Regions from separate parts of the Dromaius novaehollandiae genome. Here region 1 is linked to region 2. The links are chromatin contacts, called in public Hi-C maps. All regions are on one chromosome and are shown on one strand. Each heading gives the region's core, a stretch centred on a gene start, on an enhancer-like site or on the middle of the called end of the contact. The rest is flanking DNA. Distances are from core to core; before and after follow the strand shown. Region 1 has its middle 120 kb from the start of MOXD1. Region 2 holds the start of CCN2 (cellular communication network factor 2).

Evidence for each region. Hi-C and Micro-C count contacts between places; a contact is called where the count stands out from the background.
Region 1: a contact with region 2 is called in a Hi-C map of liver, with 3 times the contacts expected there. The contact joins the enhancer-like site here to the promoter of CCN2 in region 2. A contact is called at or near these places in 3 of 4 Hi-C or Micro-C datasets (brain, liver and ovary).

What each region holds. Positions count from the first base shown.
Region 1 is chr3:62,119,935-62,127,130 of bDroNov1.hap1, reverse strand. No RefSeq gene overlaps it. Among named protein-coding and RNA genes, the nearest start is that of MOXD1, 120 kb to the left of the region's middle. Within about 2 kb of position 5,445, at least 2 of the 2 cell types and tissues checked have open chromatin away from gene starts, as enhancers often do.
Region 2 is chr3:61,973,153-61,979,587 of bDroNov1.hap1, reverse strand. CCN2 (cellular communication network factor 2) reads left to right here and starts at 5,017. Exons shown (of 5, transcript XM_064508986.1): 1 at 5,017-5,357; 2 at 5,483-5,705; 3 at 5,819-6,070; 4 at 6,298-6,435. The coding sequence starts at 5,307.

The sequences.
Region 1 (7,196 bases), core at 4,196-6,695, 150 kb before region 2:
GTCAGTTCTTCACTTTTATCTATAATCAAAAAAGGGTGCTGGAGCACAAATAATTAATTTGCTTAGAAACTTTCAGCAATCCAGGCAGAGTGCAAAATGTAGGGAACAGATCCCACAGATCGAACAATGAATGATGAACGGGCATACCAGTATTTATGAAAATAGAAATAAGACATGCAGGACTATCAACATTTGGATCAGTATTGCTAAATACATAGGTAGAAACTGAGATTACAGTGACAGATTTTTGAATAAAAGGTTTAAATATGCCATATAATTTTTCTCATGTTTTCACCATTTTCAGTAATTCAGAACTGCTTTAGCTATTGTTTGAACCTGAGAGTGTGCAGACTAATTGTCAATGGAGGTTTAAAGGGTGACTCTCAGGACTACTTTAGTTTTTTGAGCTTTTAGGCTGTGTTTCAGAACTCCATTCTTTGCTCTTATGCTTTACTTTGTGTTTTCAAAGTAAATTCATAGTTTTAAAACTGATTGTCTCTCCCAGTTTTACTGTGTCAGGCAGGGCCTTCCCTGCCATTAACAGGTCAGGTCCCTAGAGAAGCACTGAGGGAGAAAAGTTGAGCCACCACTGGTCAGCTGTAGCTGCACCAGTATAGAAAGACAATGGCCAGTTTCAGAGTTTCTTTACACACACCACCAGGGAAAACAGGCTTTTGACCATGAAGGAGATACTCAAATTTCCACAAATTTAACTGCCATCGGAAATTTGGACCAATTAATGAGTTGGATGTCAGAGTCTTGAGGAAACCCAGTACTCATGATGTTGCTGTTGTTTGGGGAATGGGTAAGTGTTAAGGAAATAACAGCTCTTTAAAGAGACAGAGAGGAAGCACCAACCCCTCCATGGGCCAGGTACACTGGGTAGGTCCTGTTGTCGTGGAGGACACAGTCCTTGAGGATGGCGCTACCTGGACTCTCTGCTCATTCACAGAAGGACTAAGAAAACCACAGTTTCCTTGAATCCCAGTGCCTCTCGGGACAGATCCTAGAGTGATACACACTGTCCCCCGCCCTGGGCTGTGGTTGAAACACATGAAGTGCAAGCAGTAAGATACAGAAAAGAGCAAATACACAGCCTGTGTAAGCTGCAGTCAGCACTTATGTATAACTTTCTTGGTTTTTCTTACAGATCCCCCCTGCTTTTTAAGGTGCAATTAGACCCTCCAGATATTTGGCGTAGAAGAGAGGGAGCATGGTTTGCAAATTAGAGAATTTGCTTCCTTTCTAAAGCCGTGAGTCATTGCCTTGGGGGACTGTTATGGTTACCAAGCTCTAAACGAGTCAGTCCTGCTGTCTAGCCACAAAAGCTTTTTAATACAAACACTGCTGAATGCTGCTCATGAGCACGGCAGATGTCTGCAATCAGTTATTGACTGACTACTATGTTTGTCTTATGGACTGGCCAATGTCTTTGCTCAATAGTAGATATCTAGGCTATGAAGTAATACTGCTGAGAAACCTATCGACGTGGAGATGGGTTTGAAGTAAACACTGCTACTATCTCACAGGACCTTGCTAATCCTTTTGCAGCATAGTCAGAGACTGTAGACATGAAATCAGCAGTAGGAGTAAGCTCTGGAAGAACTGGTTTTGATTAATCTTTTGTGGGGGTCTGTAACTCTTTTGCTCCTATGTAGTTTTGATAAACCTTCATAGCCATGTTATAGCATTACTGAACAACCTAATAGCCTATTTCCAACCCTAGCAGCTTTAAGCAAAATACCAGGGACCTTATCCAGTTTCCATTCAAACTTCCTCTGGAGCCAAGAGAAGTTTGTCTGAATGAGAACGAAGATTCAGAGTATCTAGCCCTACATATCCATGGGCTGTCACCACAGGGATCTGTGAAAGACTGCAATGGCAGCAGTGGCAGCACTGGCAGACAACTGAAGTTCAAAACTCCTCCCTGCTTCCAATTCAACTACCTTTCCCATTAGCCTCTGTTCTCATTAACATACCGTGCTTTGTAATTCGAAATGTTGTGCAGTGACAGAGCAAACACGGGTTGCTCTGGTGGCAGGTGCAGGCATTTTAACGGGGCCCAGCTTGCATCGTCAACCTTCTGGCAGACATCACTTGGCACTTCTTCAGCATCGCTTATCAGTACCAAGCCAGATTTCTGTGTGTCCTCTGCCCTATTGCTGCTGTTACTCAGAAGTGTATTTGGTAGCTATCAAAGGTCCCAGCTGGGATCCAGGCCCTGCTGTGATGCAGCTAGGCAGGCAGCCCCAGTCTCTGTATTACAGAGGTGAGTGGCTTTATGGTTACAATCCACATTCCTGCTCACTGTCTCCGCAGGTTGGTGCGTTTCTTGTTTTCTTGGAGTAGCTTAGTGAGATAAAACTTGGGTTGGTGGAAACTAGCACAACTCCACAAATGATACAGTTCTGTAACTTTTTATAGGAAATGGAAACCTTGCAAATAAGGTACAAATATATTTCCACAGAAAGGTTTGTGTATCATCTTGTAAACAGATCAAAGCTGTCTGATTGACTCAATCTTCATCTTGTTTCTAGATGTAAGTTACCCACAACTGAAGTAATATCACAAGATTTAGCTAAACAACTGGAGATTTATGATTAGCAAATGCTAAAAGCAATATACTCCTGGGGAATATTTTGTGTAAACCATGAATCCATCTTATAGTTTAAACAGTTGGCCCACTGATAAAGTGGAAGTCTGCCTTAGGTAATTTGTGAGCAGACAGTAGTGTCAGATCAAATAGATCAGTAATTTGCACTTCTGCAGCAGAAAATTATGAGAGATGCAGGAAAGGGTGTTTTCAGCTAGTTACACTTGTCTGATTTGGTCAGTCCACTGTTATACTTCTAAAAGAGCGTAGTGTTGATCTGTTGGCTCCAGCTACCCACTGAGACAATTGTAATTCTGAACACTTTGTGCAACCAGCTGACCATGGTAGCAGGGACAGAGCAGAGATCATCTTGCTCCAAATACAGGCAAGTATAGATAGCACTTAGCTAAAGGAGAATCTTCATTCACAGCAATGTCAAAAATGAGTCATTATAGCTGAGCACACCCATTTAGTAGGGTTACTTCACTACAACATATACAGCACAGGCGTATGTACCTCACAAAAATAGTGAAAGTGTTGAGATCAAACTGTAAGGCTATGTATACAATTATAACCATGAATATCTTGTGGCTCTGCATTATGACACAAAGCTTGCCTTTAACAATATGATAGACCATGGAACTGTTCATTAGAATAGACCACAATGCCAATATTAGAAATAAAGAGCAGGGCATACTTGTTTGACCCAGCTTTTCCTAATTAGCATTTTACTCACATACAGTCAATCTCACTTTCCTAAAATGTACTCCTTTTTGTATTTTAGTGGTTGTCTTTTGATTAGTTTAGAAGTGCACAGCTATCACTGCAGTGAGAAGTAGGGTAATAGGCATTTCATTTGATCTATTGAGTACACAGGAACATGAAGCCTCTCTTGCCAGGAGTGCCAAAGAAAAAATGAAATGACTGAATTGCCTCACTGATTAAACACCATGCAATATATACCCAGCAGCTCCATCTGGGTCTTGCCACTTGTAGAGCACATTATGAGAACACTACAGGAAATGGTGAGATTGTTACGGTGGGGTTTGAATAGCATCCACACAAATCTGGGAAACAGTTGATCTCCTTTCAAGAATGAGAAGGTTACCACCCAAACTTAGGTCTAATGCTTAAAACTGAGCAATAGAAAGTAATTTCTATAACTACTGTTTGAGGGAAAAGAATAAATGTATGTAGAGTGAATTAAGAAAATGTCTGGTAACATTGCTTTGAGGGAAGATAAAAAGAGGAAAGCCGAGAGTGTACTTTTGGGCAGAATGCTTTTGGGAGAGAAGCTTTCAAACAGTGAGCAAACACCGTTTCATGCTGTTGTGCTCCACTGTGTTCAAAGAAAAGCAGGACTCTTTGTGCACTTTGTTACTGAAGGAATTGAAGCAGAGAAATACATGAATCCATCACCAAATTTTCCTTCTCCTTGGAGACCCATTCCCAAGTCAGGAAATCTGCTAACTTTTCAAGTCAGGAGAGGTAACAATATGTTCTCTCTCGTAACACCACATCCTTCTTTGCCTTTTGCCTCATTAATAACCAAATCTGCCAGAGCATGCTACTTAAGAACTCTTTTAACTTCTTAACATACCCATTGCCTTTCATGCAGATATTTCCTGTGCTGAAACTGTGCTAGACAGATTTCTGAGAAATCTCCATCTGTTATATGACACGCTGAACACCATGAGGTAGCTAAATTCCTTATCGAGTCTGACTTGTCAACAAGATGACTCTGCAGACAATATGCAAGACTGAGTGTGCTGGACTTCAGCAGGCACTTTACCATGGAAGGACGCTTGCTTTTAGATGAGCATGGCTCCACGGGATGGCAGAGAGTCTGTGCCACTTTGTAGCCTTGTCTTTGGGCTGTCAGTGGCCTGGATTCGCACTGAGCAGTCTGGCATCAAAGGGTTTTTTTTTTCCCTTCTGTGAAAAGTTTTGTAAGATGAGCTAGAAAAGTCAAAACTGCTGAGGCAGTGATAAGAACTTTTGTTCAGGAGAAAACTGCCTCTCAATATTTGTTTGCCCATCAGTTGGTAGAAGAGGAGTCTACCCAGATCAAGGACTTTGGAGTGCTACTAGAAATCAGTAGCCACATAAGCTCCTGATTATGAAAACAGTGAGGCACAGCTGCTTTGTATCTTTGAAAGATGGTTAAAATGTTATCTTTGAAAGGTGGTACCAAATAGATGTTAACAGGAATCTACCAGATGATTAGCTCTCTGAAAAATCAGATCACCCTTGAGACAATCTAAAGAAGTTTTTTGCCTGCCTAAATATAAATAGCCAAAGTGAAAATCTTGGCTTAGTCAAGTTTAGCATATTAAAAACTGTGTCAGATACAAAAAAAACCTTAATATCTGATGCTGTAGTGCAGACGATTTCCAGAAAATCCAAGTAAAAATAAAGCCTTGTATCGCACATTTTAATATGTCTTATCCTTTCCTTCTGCAGCTGGGTGGCTGTCTCATGCAAATGCCAAGAATTAAAGTACAGTATGTACTGTACCTGTAGCTTATGCATCTATTATTTGTGCAGATTTTTTCCAGGAGTAGATCATTTTGGGCAAGAATTGGTTGCCAGCTAGGAAAGGAGAGAAGGAAAAACAAAATAATGTCCCTTAGGGTGGGTGGTACTGGTAAGCAGAACATTACTAGTCTGTGCAGGCGGCAGGATCTGGGTTTGGTGCTGTCACTAAGGACTCTGAGCATGTCAATAGAAAAGAACTATTATGGGAGCCACAAGTCCAGCATGCAATTAGGGTTAGGTAAAGGGCTTGAGTAATCATGCAATGGTTTCTGTTATATAACTTGCAAGATTGTACCCAGGGAACAGAGACGTAACTTAATACTACAGCAGCAGTTAATGCTGTGACTGCCCAGGGTCAATTGCTAGTTCCATTATAAACCTTGTTTTGCAGTTAATTTATAACCCAGACACTTTAATTCACAGCAGGCTAAAACTTGGCACATGCACTTTTTTTTCCGCGTTGAAAGCTTAAATTAATTAGATAACAATAATAATATAATTATAATCATTGTTATCATTAATTTAGATCCAGACCATTCAAAACAGCGAAAGAAGCTTGATGGTTTTAGACTTGTATTTTCTTCACTTAACAGAGGTTTAGTTTATATCTCAAAGGACACATTAAGTCAGTCACTGTACTGGAAGCCTTTTCCTTTGTAGTCTATTTGCTATCTACTGTTTTGCTTAATATGCATTTAATTTAAATCCTATTAATTAATATTTATTAATTCAGGTTCCCAATATCTAATAATGGATCATTTCAAAGAAGCACTAATTTTGTTGTCTCATAAGATTCATCTTTTTCTTTCTTGTTATACAGAGTATTTTCCATTCAGGTTAGTTTGTTGGCAGTGTTAACTGCAGTGTTAGCTTTGCAGTAAATTTTTTTTTCAGTTGTCATGTAGTTACAGATTTTTACTACCATGCCAGTCAATTGTAAAAATTCTAAGTATGTGGAAAGACTTTATTTGAGCCCCATAGTATCTCCCTTTGTAATGTACTTTTGTTATAATTACCTTTATTACTTTATTAATTATTTTGGTGGCATCCAGCCCACAGTAAAAATAGGAACTTTCCTGAACTTGGTGGTCTTGTGTAAAGCAAAAAAACCCCAAACCACAACAGAAGTTTTGTTTGATGAAGACGACAGAATTTGATACATTATATAATCATTTGATTACTCCTTCCCTATGGTCCTGAGCAAAGCTGCATTGTCACAGGGGAGGTCTAGGGGGTGGTGTGCCTCACAGCTCGTCCTCAGAAGAAAGCTGTAATTGCTGTGGGCACACAACATACCTCATGATAACAAGTCTCCCTCAGCTTAATACTGTGGGAGCTGTAAGCCAAAGCTTTAACCTATCTCTACCCCAATTGCACCATTTGGGAATATCAGGTGTAGTCAGGGCATAGGTTTAGGTGAAGTTTTGTGCTATTCTCCTCAGGACAATCATGAACTTGGCCACAGAAAATAAAGACCAAGGACCAATGAGCCAACTTGGCTCATTATTCCCACTCTTTTGCTAATTTATGGAACTGCATGATTCCATAACCATAACTGCACTTAAAAACCATGGCTTCATCAGTCTTTATCACAAAATAGCTAGATTTTTCTCCCCTTTTTTGTATCAAGCAATGCACTGTTCTCAGTCTTATTAGGTTCAGTGGCACTACTCGCATAAGGCATGTGGAGTAGGACCACTTTAAGGTCTGCATATGATAGTAGTTCCAGGATGAACTTGTAAACTGGAGATCATTATTGCACATAAAATTTTTCAGTTGAATTGAGTTGGCTCATTTGATTCAGTTTTAGCCCTTATCCTTGAGAGTTATTAAAAACAAAATGAGCTTTGTAAGCATGACTACTAAACGTCATCACAGTATTCAGGGGAAGATTATGTGAACTAAGTGGCTGGAGGGTTATCCCAAATCGTATTATGGAGCTTTCATGTTTATACGCTGCATAAATTTATAACAGTTATCTTAGCAAAAAACATGTAAAGGATTATTTACAGGGTTTTAAGAAGTGGAAAAAAAAGAGGCATTTTGCTTTCAAACAATTCTTCTG
Region 2 (6,435 bases), core at 3,768-6,267:
AAGCTGAGGATGACAAGCAGAAGACAGAATCGTATGACCACTTGCTAATTTCTCTTCTTCCAAACAAGAACCTTTCAAAAAATCAAACATACACATACACACCCCAAATATTTCACATACAGATATGGGTGATGGAGACTGCCTTATTCATAAATTAACACACACCATAGTCCATTGCAGTGTGAACTGCATTTGTTATTTGAAATCCCTAATCTGGTCAAGCTTTAATTCAGCATTGATGTCTCCCCGTTTGGGGAAAAAAACAAATTAAAAAACCCCTCACTTGCTGATATGTACACTGACAGGTTCCTGAAGGAAGCAAGGTGAAAAATTTTGAAAATAAAATCACATGCATTTTAAAAGAATCTCTGATTCATTCCTGCTCATACAAGCCATGATAGAAATGGCTCTCAGCTTGCATCAGCAGAGACATTCACTTGCACTCAATGAGACAGTTCTCACAACAGAAATAAGCATATTCTCCAAGTCCAGAAGTGTTCCTCCAACTCTTTTCCACATGGTTCCTCCAAGAGAGGGACCTCAAAGGATTTTTGGTGAACATGCTGAATCATGTCCCTGACCATGTTTCCTCTCCAGCCAGTGCCACACATTTTTTTATAAACTGTGTTAACCAGTTATAGGACAATTGTCAAAGGAGTGGTTTCTGACTCACTGCAGTCCTACACTGGTTGGACTTAGCACTGCAAGAGGGCGTGAACCTCAGTCAAAACCTGAGAAATAAGCAGATTGTGACAACTGAAAATCAATTCCCTCCTTACTCACCATTGTGAGCCCTGGAAAGGGCTCTGTGCCTTGCTGACCTCTGCATAGATGCAGTGAATGCTGAAGACCTGAAGAGATTTATGGCAAATTTTTCAGCATAAATTCAGATTCACTGAACCTGAGGCTTGGCAGGTAAAAGACCTGTGAGTTCATGGTACTTATAATCTCTGTTTTGTACAAATAGTTTTACATGTGTTTTGAATACTCTCTTTTAGATTATTCTACTTCCAGCAATCACTTTGCTACTTGAAGACCACACACACTCCTGAAAAACTCTGGTTGCTTTTGGAGAATGAAGCCAAGAGCTTACAGCAACATTCTTCATGACACAAGTAACAAAATATTACATGTTAGATAATACGGATAATAAAGAATGTAAGTTTAAATAGCAATATCTATGATTAAGGAAAACAACAGAACTCACAACTGCTAACCAAGAATTACACCTGATGTTTTTGCTTTAGTCATAGTGCTGAGGGCTTTAGCTCAATGGACTTGGACCTTTCAAGTCCAAGTATTCTGGTGGCCAACGGTGTACTCGATGAAACTGCCTAATTGACACGAGCAGAAAATCTGACCCAGTATCTGGAGGAACTTGGATTAGGTCCACGAGTTCAGCAGCGAACATTTCCATAGGCCCTATGCCATCTAGTGCACCGCCCAGCCTTTTTATTCCAGTTCCCTTTGGAGAAGAGTTAATGCCTGTTAGCAAATAAAATCTCATTGGTAAGATTAGCTCACGTGAACTGTCATCACTCCAGTGCAGAGCATTTATACCACGTGACTCACACTAACGTAGTAACACATAATGGCAGAAACATGGAAAACTCGGTTGACAGTTCTTGGGAAAAGAAGTCTCCTATTTTGCTTTGCCCTTATTGATTCGTTTGTTCGTGATATTTGCTTGTGATATTTGTTCGTGAGCTCACAAATCCCTCCAGAAAAGGATGAGTGAAAGTGTAGCAGCTAGTGTGCTTCCAAAGTACTTTCTATGCCTACAGATATATAGAATAAGCCACCAGATGACTTCCAAGACAGACAAACACCAGGCAACCACATTCAAGATAGAATAAATATCCTTATTTTTATTCCATATCTACTTCTGAGCTAGCACATTAAGCCTCGCTTGGAATCTGTATTTTAAGCAAAAGTCCACTAATGTAACGTTAGCTAGACCTCTCAGGATTTTGAGATATATTTCTTACAATTTTTCAGAAATATTCTGTGAGCATTTTGGGAGGGGAACTAATTGGCTTAGTAAACCGGAGGCAAGCCAGAAACGTCTGAAGCCAGTTACAAGCCTATCGTGATGATAAACAGCCCAGGGTCCAGATGTCCATATATGGCAAGACTTCCTATAAGACTGACAGTCCTGTATGTGCATTGCGTATGGTTCTTGGATCAGATTCACATTCCTCGGGTATGTTTCTCTGGGAGCTTTTGATTTCCGCTTTGAGGGCTGGCTCAGACCTCCAATTGCTCTTATAAGAAAATATCTGTGACTGAAAGTTGAAAATGTGCAAGATTCTTTCTTTAAGTACACAAACACTCCAAGTCTAGCCACTTTCCTGCAGTCTTGCCAGGTTTTCAGTATGTCTGATACCTGATCAAGTGACTTTTTGGAGAGAAGGGAAAAAAAAAAAAAAGAGGAAGGAAAAACACAAGCAGAGAATGCAGCATATCCACACCTGTACATTTTACAAGACTTCACCAAAGGAACTGTACCAACCAAAGCTGATGTAGGCACACACATATCGTATATAGCTGTGTAAATAAGTCTGCAAGGACAGTGTAGTGAATTCCTAATTTCAGCAGAAAAAATATACTATCTTAAAAGCATGTGCTGTATAAACACCTGCATGGAAGTCAAAATTAGTGCATTTTAACCATTTTATGCATCAGCTCCAAGATGTACTTCTCCCACTCATGACACGTTGTTAGCAGTAAGGATTAGCTCAAGACAAATTCCATTCGTAAAGAACGACCTTTGCTTCCGGGTTACCTCCTCCCCCGTGCGCACATGTCCGTGGATACACATGGTATTTGGTGAGTCATATTTAACAGCACAGGAACCAAAATGACAAACCTGATGAGCTCTGATTCTTGTTCAATTTCATTGGTTGGAGCAACTTTTAATTCAGTGAGTTAATTAATTCCCAATTTACAGTGGTGGAAGACCAGAATTAGTTCTGAAGGCCAAACGTCTATTTAAGTCTTTTTTCTCAGGGCTGCAAGCGGACAGGGATTGCTGTACTGGGCCCACAGTGTGAAGAGTTAGGACAGATTTATCTTTTAATTTTGGATTTCCTGGCTTTCTGGTGGTTTGTTACTTTTAAACATACTTTTTCTGTCAGTGAGATTCTTAGGGTTTTGTTTAATAAAATTGTTTCTCTGAAAAAAACCTCTTACATGGAAAGTTATAAAACATGTCTAGAGCCTCTCTCTCTGATGTTCTCCTACCATATTTAGGCATTTAAAAAAGGCACTCTGTTTACCTGGTTACATTTGCATTTTGGTATGCATGTCATACATAGTTTGGTACACACATTATTTACTCAACATTGAGGCCATCAGAATCTTTCAAGTAAATACAGATTTTGGGAGGCCCCATCAGTTTGGGAACATATATTATTTACCTTAACTGTTCCTCTGGTATTTGTTTTTTCAGATCCAATCTAATTTCTTTTAATGGAGATTTTCAAGTAGAAGAAATGACATCAAAGTGTCTTTACCAGCCAAAGAACAGTGCTTGCTGAATCTAAATACAGCTTTACAGTATAATATACCCTGAGGTTTTAAATGAAAGTATTTCCTTTTCCCTCAAGAACCCTGTGTACACATATTGCTGCATCATAGTGTGAAAGTATGCATGTGGATGGAGGAGTAGAAAGAAGGGGATTCTGACAGTGGCAGAAAGACTACGTGCAAAAGATTGTATCTGTTAAACATACCCCTCAAATTTCAATTTGCCTAATAAGATGCATTAAGCCTGTCTCTCTCATTAAACGCTGACATACTCCACAGGTCAAAAGCCAAAATGCAGGCATTCCTTGTGTTAAAGCAGAGGTCAAACAACATGACATCACTGAATATTCAAATGACACATGGGGAGGTGGGAGGAAGAACCATCCTTCGGGTTAAAAAAAGAAAACCACAACAGTTATCTGTAATGATTTAATACAAACCACAAAGCTTAGGTTTGGGGTTTGGTCAAATACAAACCACAATGCTTAGGTTTTGGCAGAACAGGGTGACATGCCAAGCTCTTCTTGTTGTAATCTTAGGCTGGATAATCAGCAAGATCAGGAAGCAGGGATGTGCTAAGAATGTGTTGCTCAGAAATGACAGCTGCACACAGGCAGTGGGAAAATAATAGCCATTTCTTCCATGCTTCAGACTCAGTTCTTTGTGCCAAATATTTCAGAGTAAATAGGCACTCTCTCTATTCATAGAGAGCATCTATTAGGAAAGGAACACATTACAAATATTCGGTATGATTCAGTAGTACACAGAGTCAATTTATATCCTGTAGTGTAATTATACCTTTTTTGGTAGTGACAAAATGCTCAGAATATTCATTGCTCAAAATCTGGTACTCCAAGGTGAAAGCCCTGCATGTAGGCAGGAAGGCCAGCCAGCAATCCTCCAAAGATATCAGCAGGCATCAATCCACCTTTGGAAGTTACCAGCATCTTGTACTTTCTAGCCAGGGGAGGGAAGAGGGGGGAGTGAAGAGAAAAAGGCAAAAAAAGGAAGAAAGAAAGAAAGAAAAATAAAGAATTCCCATGGTCCTTCCTAGCAACCATCCCCACCACCTCCCTCACCCCCTTCCCTCGCTGCAACCGGCTGCCTGTCACAGCACTAACGGCGTGTGCTAAATCGCACCCACCATCGGCCCGAATTTGTTTAGAAAAATAATTCAATATCGAGGAACAGGCTCCCCTCTAAGGGAGGGAAGGGGGGAGCAAAGAGCCGCCGGCAGCGGTGAGTCATATGCAAAAAAAAAAAAGATGATTAAAAAAATAAATAAAAAAGCGCCGGGGCGGGGGGGGGGATGCCGGGGCGAGCGGGGAGCAGCGCCGTGCCTGCGCGCCAGGCCGCGCAGACGGCAGGAATGCGGGAGGCAGGGGTCAGGGCCGCTGGGGGCGGCGCGGCGCGGGGCGGGGCGGCGCGGCGCGGCGCGCAGGAATGCGCGGAATGTCGCTGTTTGTCCGCGGCCCCATTGAGCCCATTGGCGAGCCCGCGCCGCCGCCGCGTATAAAGCGGCGCCCGCCCCGGCGCTCCGCAGTCAGCCGCACCGCCACTCTCCCGCCGCGCCGCACCGGGAGCAGCAGCAGCAGCAGCAGCAGCAGCAGCAGCGACAGCGACAGCGACAGCGTCAGCAGCAGCGCCGACCCCCGCCCGCCCCGCCGACGGACACCGCGCAGCGCCGCCGAGGAGAAGCGCCCGGCCGGCACCTCGCCTCGTCTCACCTCGGCTCAGCCCTCCGCCGCCGTCCGCCCGCAGCCCTCCGCCGCCGCGGCATGGCCCCCGCCAGCTTCGCCGTCGCCCTCCTCCTCGCCCTCCTCAGCCCGGTAAGTGCCCGCCCGGCCCCGGCCCGCCGGGCACGGCCCCGGCCCCGGCCCCGGCCCCGGCCCCGGCCCGCCGGGCACGGCGGCGCCGCTGACGCCGGCCCTCTCTGTCCCCCTCGCCGCCGCAGGAGGCGCGGAGCCAGGAGTGCGGAGGGCAGTGCCAGTGCGGCCCCGGGCCCGGCCCCGTCTGCCCCGCCGGCGTCTCCCTGGTGCCCGACGGCTGCGGCTGCTGCCGCGTCTGCGCCAAGCAGCTGGGCGAGCTCTGCACCGAGCGCGACCCCTGCGACCATCACAAGGGGCTCTTCTGCGACTTCGGCTCCCCCGCCAATCGCCGCATCGGCGTCTGCACCGGTGAGTGGGGGCCCGGGGGCGCGGGGGCCGCGGGAGCGGGGTGCCCGAGGGGCCGCTCCGCGCCGCACTGCCCCCCAGCGCTGCCACCTCACGCTGCCCTCCTGCCCTCGCAGCTCGCGACGGCGCCCCGTGCGTCTTCGGCGGCATGGTGTACCGGAGCGGCGAGTCCTTCCAGAGCAGCTGCAAGTACCAGTGCACCTGCCTCGATGGGGCGGTGGGCTGCGTGCCCCTCTGCAGCATGGACGTCCGCCTGCCCAGCCCCGACTGCCCCCACCCGCGGAGGGTGAAGCTCCCCGGCAAGTGCTGCGAGGAGTGGGTGTGTGATGAGGCCAAGGAGCAGACCGCCGTGGGACCCGCACTCGCTGGTGAGTGGGGATCCTTCCACACATGGCAGGTGGGACAGGCACCCTGCAGGGAAGACGATGGTAGTCAGGCTGGCTGACACGGGGAGGGAGGGGTGCAGCAGGAGCATGGTAGTGAGTGGGGGCATCCCAAAGGTAACTGTTGCTGCCTGAATTTCTCCAGAAAGGGAAGAGGGCCTTTAGCAGGGTAGGAGTGCAGATGGTGATCTCATCCTGTGTGTCCTCTGCAGCTTACAGGCTGGAAGACACGTACGGCCCAGACCCAACGATGATGCGTGCCAACTGCCTAGTGCAGACCACTGAGTGGAGTGCTTGCTCCAAGACCTGCGGCATGGGCATCTCAACCAGGGTCACCAATGATAATGCCT